Regions from separate parts of the Mus musculus genome. Here region 2 is linked to region 1. Evidence: chromatin contacts called from public promoter capture Hi-C data. All regions are on one chromosome and are shown on one strand. The core of a region is the stretch at or near the end of the contact, and the rest is flanking DNA. Distances in the headings are between cores, read along the strand shown.

Evidence for each region. Promoter capture Hi-C pulls out the DNA fragments that hold promoters and counts their contacts.
Region 2: a promoter capture Hi-C map of the HPC-7 cell line shows a contact between it and region 1. The contact joins the enhancer-like site here to the promoter of Ddr1 in region 1. A contact is called at or near these places in 5 of 39 promoter capture datasets (the C10 cell line, the HPC-7 cell line, cranial neural crest and 1 more), 1 of 15 datasets of contacts at CTCF or cohesin (CD8 T cells), 2 of 484 Hi-C or Micro-C datasets (CD8 T cells and embryonic fibroblasts), 6 of 115 datasets of contacts at active chromatin or transcription factors (embryonic fibroblasts, embryonic stem cells, epiblast stem cells and 2 more) and 3 of 9 other capture datasets (adipose tissue, liver and pancreatic islet).

Annotation. Positions count from the first base shown.
Region 1 is chr17:35,699,170-35,701,869 of GRCm38.p6, reverse strand. Ddr1 (discoidin domain receptor family, member 1) reads left to right here and starts at 1,280. Exons shown (of 18, transcript NM_001198833.1): 1 at 1,280-1,439. It overlaps LOC115488883 (a small nuclear RNA gene), which reads left to right and starts at 2,561; the gene lies at 2,561-2,667.
Region 2 is chr17:35,751,057-35,753,756 of GRCm38.p6, reverse strand. No RefSeq gene overlaps it. Among named protein-coding and RNA genes, the nearest start is that of 4833427F10Rik, 20 kb to the left of the region's middle. Within about 2 kb of position 1,391, at least 117 of the 459 cell types and tissues checked have an H3K27ac peak or open chromatin away from gene starts, as enhancers often do. A contact at or near this core is called in CD8 T cells, the HPC-7 cell line, adipose tissue and 1 more, where this site is marked.

The DNA of each region.
Region 1 (2,700 bases), core at 31-2,530:
AGACCCAGCCTGCCTTGGCTTCTCCCTAGGGGCAGCTTATCTTCCTGGTAGGTTTTTTGTGTGTACTTGTCTTGGTTTGTTTGGACTTCGTGTCTTTCTTGAGACTCTTTGGAAATGCTTTTTGGGTGTGAGTTTTGAGTCAGTTGGGATGTGTTTGTAACCGGGTGGTGAGACCGGAGACTTTACTGTGACCTGACATTATCCGGGGACTTGGCAGGTATGGGGGGGGGGGTGGCGTTGGAGAGAGGTAGGAATGACAGGTGGTGCTGAATGGGACGGAACACCTCCCACACTCCCACACTAGCTCTGTTGTCCTCCCTGCCTCTATCTCTCCGGTCCATGGCTCAGCAGCTCTCTCCGTTCATTGTCTCCTTGTATCCCTGGGTCATGCGTTCCTGTGCTTTGGGCAGTGTCTTTATTTTTCAGGGCGCCTATCTATCTTCCTCCCCCACCCCCACCTCGTCTTGGCTCCATTTTGCCCTTCTCCTTGCCAGAAGCCAGACTCTGCGGCTTCCACCAGGGACCGAGCTGACTGACTGGGACTGAGGGAGGCTTGCCTGAGAAAGACTGCAGAGTTAGCCTGGATGAAGCAGGGATCCCAGGGGGATCCGGAGCTTGGGGGTTTGAATCTCAGGGATCCTGAGAAGACAGGAGGGAGCTGCCAAGCTGGGGAGAGGTTCTGGAAGAAGGGAACAGAAAAAAGTTGAGACTAAAAGAGTGTGACCGGCTCTCAGACTTGGGGCGCGCGGGGATGGGGGGAGTGATTTAGGTTGGGATCCGGAGGAGGGGTGTGTGCCAAATGGTGACAAATGGGGTGGAGTGTGAACCTAGAGGGTCTGGCTAGACAGGTGAGCCCGGCTCCCTTCCCCCAGCCGGGCTGCAGCTCTCGCTCCGGTGCTGGGCCTGTGGGAACCCGTTCCTTCCTGCGTGCCCTGGGGCCGCTTCTCCGTGCTTCTCTCCCTCTCTCCAGGAACCGAGCCCAGAAAAAGGGGAGGAGGGACGGCGCCAACTCTCCCCACCCCCGAGCCACCGCGCGGGGTCCCTAGGGGGCTTAGCGGGCCCCTGATGGTGCTGCTGTACCCCAGCATCGGGGTGGCGGGGGATGGGCGTGCGGATCACCTAGTGGAGGCTACGCGCTGGGGAGCACTTGCAGGGCGGGTACCGCACTAGGAGAGGAGCGAGGGGCGGCGCCGGGCGTGGGAGCGCGGGCGCCGGGGCGGGAGTACCGGCGGGGGACGGGCGCGGGGAGGCGGCGCCTGGGCGCGATCCGGCCCCGCGCTGGCTCCTCTCCCCGGAACAGGCCCCCGACAGCTGCTCGCGGGAGCCGCCTCCCGACACCCGAGCCCCGCCGGCGCCTGCGCTCCCCTCCCGCGCCCCGCCGCCGAGGAGGCCCCAAGCCGGGGCCTGACGCCCGGGTCCGCCCCGGAGAGCCATGAGAGGTAGGGACTGAGGCGGGGACGAGCAAGAGGCAAGGGGAGCGGGTTGGGGAACCCCAGTTATGTTTGCTGCCCCGGGATTTTGACTCTCCATCCAAAGCAGAGGGTCCTGACTTTCCGAGAAACTATTCCGAAAAGAGAGCGAGGACCTCTCTTTTCTTGGGTGAGGGGAGAACCTAACTCCAAGAGGACAGGTGCGCGCATATGTAGCCCACTGAGTCATCCTATCGGTGCCTACCCCTCAACCTCCGGTGCCATGCTTACGGACATGCTCGGTTAAGCTGCCCAGGCCAGAGGGAGCCAGCCTGACGCCCAACCTACCAGACCAGCCACGCTCCGTGGTTGCCGGGTTGTGCCAAGAGACGAGGTCACCGCCCAATGAGCAACGCTCCCAGGCTCCCTTTCTGGCCAGGCAATTCTTTTCAGCACCCCCTCTCCCAGCCACCGCCCGGCTGGCCTACAACTGAGTGGCTGAGAAGGATGGAGGTGTGTCCAGACTCGTGTGGCACTCACTGTAGGGACAGGTCACACACAGTAGAATGCTTGAGAACAGGGAGAGATGGTCCTTGTTTTTCTTGCTGTTCTTCCCACCTGAGTCCCACCTGTTCCTGCCTGCTCTTGGCTTCCCTCTGGCTCAGTCACTCTGGATGTTTGGGGGTGGGTGGCTCCGTTCTCTGAGGATCCTGTACCTCAGGGCCTGCGTGTGGCTCACTTTGTCTTCTGATTATAGGAGCTTGTGTCTGCCGTTTAGTATTCGCTAAATGGTGAGATCTGACTTTATAGATTACCTCGGGGTTTGTGGCACACACCTGTAATTAGCCTCTGGTGATAAAGAACTGAAGGTCAGCCTTCCTTGGCATCGTAGTTGAACTTGAGACCTTGTCTCAAACAAAACAAAACAAACAAACAAAAACCCCAACCAACTATCTTGCTGTTAGGAGTACAGGTCTTTAGTTCCAGCACTCGAGTGGCAGAGGCAGGAGAATCTCTCTGAGTTCCAGGCTAGCCAGGGCTACACAGTGAGACAACAAAACCCAAGCAACTAACCAGTCCTTCTCCCCGCCCCAAAGCAACACAAAGAAATCAAACGCACACACAGAAGATGTCAAGATCTGTGTGGAGTGGTGCTGGCTTCGGCAACACATATACTAAAATTGGAAAGATACAGAGAAGACTAATGCGGCCCCTATACAAGCATGACACGGAAATTCATGAACGGTCCTTAATTTTTAAATGATGGAAGATGGAATTTAATGGAGGAGTT
Region 2 (2,700 bases), core at 142-2,641, 52 kb before region 1:
AGCAGAACTGGAGAGATGTCTCAGAGGTGACGCACACTCATTGGCTGTTCTTCCTGACCCAGGTTCAGATCCCAGTACGCGTATGGTGGCTCCCAATTGTCTTTAACTCCAGTTCTAGGGGCTCTAACACCACCTCCTTCTGGTCTCCACAAACACTGTAAGGAGGAGGTACACAGCCACACATGCAGAGAAAACACCCATACACATACATTTTTGTAAATTAAATAACAATCCCGAATTCTGGTTGTTTGTCTTCAGGGAGCCCAGTTCTCACTGCTGGTAGTGAGAGAAGCTGGGCTGGTGGTCTCTCCGATGAGGGTCTCTCTATGCCTCTCTATTATATAAAGAAAGTCTGAATTATCTCTTAGCTTGAAGAGGTTTCCCCCCCCCCTCTAGAAGACAAAGTTCATTTTCCTACCCATCTCTCATCTCTTTATCTAAAGGTGTAGCCATGGATGCCTGAAATCTCCAGGTGCGGTGAGAAGCCCTGGGTCAAATATAAGATGGTGAAGTGGTTGAGGGAAGACACCTGACAGCGACCTCTGGCCTCCACACACACGTGCACAGGCACCTGCATGCACACGTGTGCTCACAATCAGGAACACATCCACACGCCCACACACACCACACACATATACACACACAAAGGAAGCGGGGCTGGGCTGTGGGGAAGAAGGATGCCACATCTGCAGTCCTCTCCAGCCCCATCCCTCTCCCCACCGCCTTGACCTCCCTGAAGGCTTGCTCCCTGCTCAAGATCACAAGGGAGCTACCCTCACAGAACCTAGGCTTTGCAGCCAATTTTTTTTTTTTTTTTTGCGCGGGTGGGGGTGGGGTTGGGTAGGGGTCACATAAACTTCCTCGAAGTCCATCAACCTCTTGTTACTTAACTCCACGTTTCCTGTTTATTTGTTGGGTTTTCCAAGGTGCGATTTGCATATAATTCAGGAACTGTGAGTAGTAAGAGTCCCTGTCCCAGTCCCCACCCCCAGCCCCCTGCTTGCCAACTGGCCGATTTTTAGGAAGCACAATTGTTACTGAAACACTTGGAGGCTCCCTGCTGTGGGTGATCCTGCAATGTGGACCTGTGCCCACACATCACAGGAAGGCCACAGAGAAGAAGATTGTCCACGCCCCTTCCTCCTCTTTTCCAAAGCCCTCATCCCTAACTGAAAATGCTTTCATGTTTCAAATGTGACCCAACAGATAACCCGGGCCACCAGGAAGGTTGGACCAGTACCACCCTGCCCACAAACTCCAACAAAGTCTGGTAAACAGGGCTGAATGCTAACCAGTGTGGTTAGGTCATGGGCTGCCTGCCCAGAGGAAGGAAGGAAGAAGCCGCTCTTTCTAACTCACATAAAATCGTGAAAGGGGCTCCTTGTTGCCAAGCTTGGGCGTGTGTGCCAGCTGCCTGTGTCAGCAGGAACACTCTATTGTGTGTTACTGTCTCTGTCCCTCTAGAGCCTCACGCATGACAGGCAGGGGCTCAGTCCCTTAGCTACACCCTGCAGCAGCCCAGTAGAGCATGATGGTCCCTCCTGTAATCTTCACAATCTCTATGGAAAGTAGAGACAGGAGGATTCCCACAAGTCATTGAGTTATTATTTTTTATTATCTATTGGTTTTTTTAAATAAACATTTACTCATTTATTTTATGTATATGAGTAGACCATTGCTCTTTTCAGACACACCAGAAGAGGCCATCAGACCACCATTACAGAGGGTTGTGAGCTACCACGTGGCTGCTGGGACTTGAACTCGGGACCTCTGGAAGAGCAGGTGATGCTCTTAACCGCTGAGCCATCTCTCCAGCCCCTATCTATTGGGTTTGGTTGTGGTGCTTTTGAGATCAAGTCTGTTGTAGCTCAGGCTGACTTCAAACTACTATACAGCCAGGACTGGCCTTGAATGCCTGACCCTCCACAGGCAGACATGGCACTGGAGAGGAGCTGAGAGTCATATATCTGGATCATCAAGCAGCATGAAGGGAGGGAGAGAGAGAGAGAGCCACTGGGCCTGGCTGGAGCTTCTGAAGCGTCAAAGCCCACCCTCAAGGACACACTTCCTCCAATAAGGCCACGTGTCTCAATCCTTTCAAGTAGTGCTGCTCCTATGTGAGCACTTTTGTTCAAACTGAGGCACCACAAAGAAGAAGAGGAAGGAGAGGAGAGGAGGAGGGGGGAAGAAAAGGGGATGAAGGAGAGGAGGAGGAGGAAGAAGAAGGAAAAGAAGAATGAGAGGGAGAAGGAGGAGGAGGAGAAGAGGAGGAAAAAGAAAACAAGGAAGAGGAAGAAGAAGAAGGAGGAGGAGGAGGAGGAGGAGGAGGAGGAGACTCTCTAAAGTTGTCTTCTGATCTCTACACACAAGCACCATGGCACCTCTATCCACCCCCATCACAAATACATATCTCATCAAAAATAAGTTATAAAAACCTATAAAATAAGCATTTAAGGAAAGTATGCGATAGATAGCATAGTGGCAAAATAAAGAGGGAAGTATTGATTTTTTAATTAACAGCTTCATAGATGAACATTATAGATGTGTATTGTGACTATACTGTGATCATATTCACCTCATAACCTCTCATCTCCTCCCTCCTCCTGCTGATCCCTTCCTTCTTCCTAGTCCTCCTCTTCCCCTTGTGTCTTGTGTGCCGGCACATGTGAGTAATAAGGCAGTCAGCTGCTGTGTGCTCAT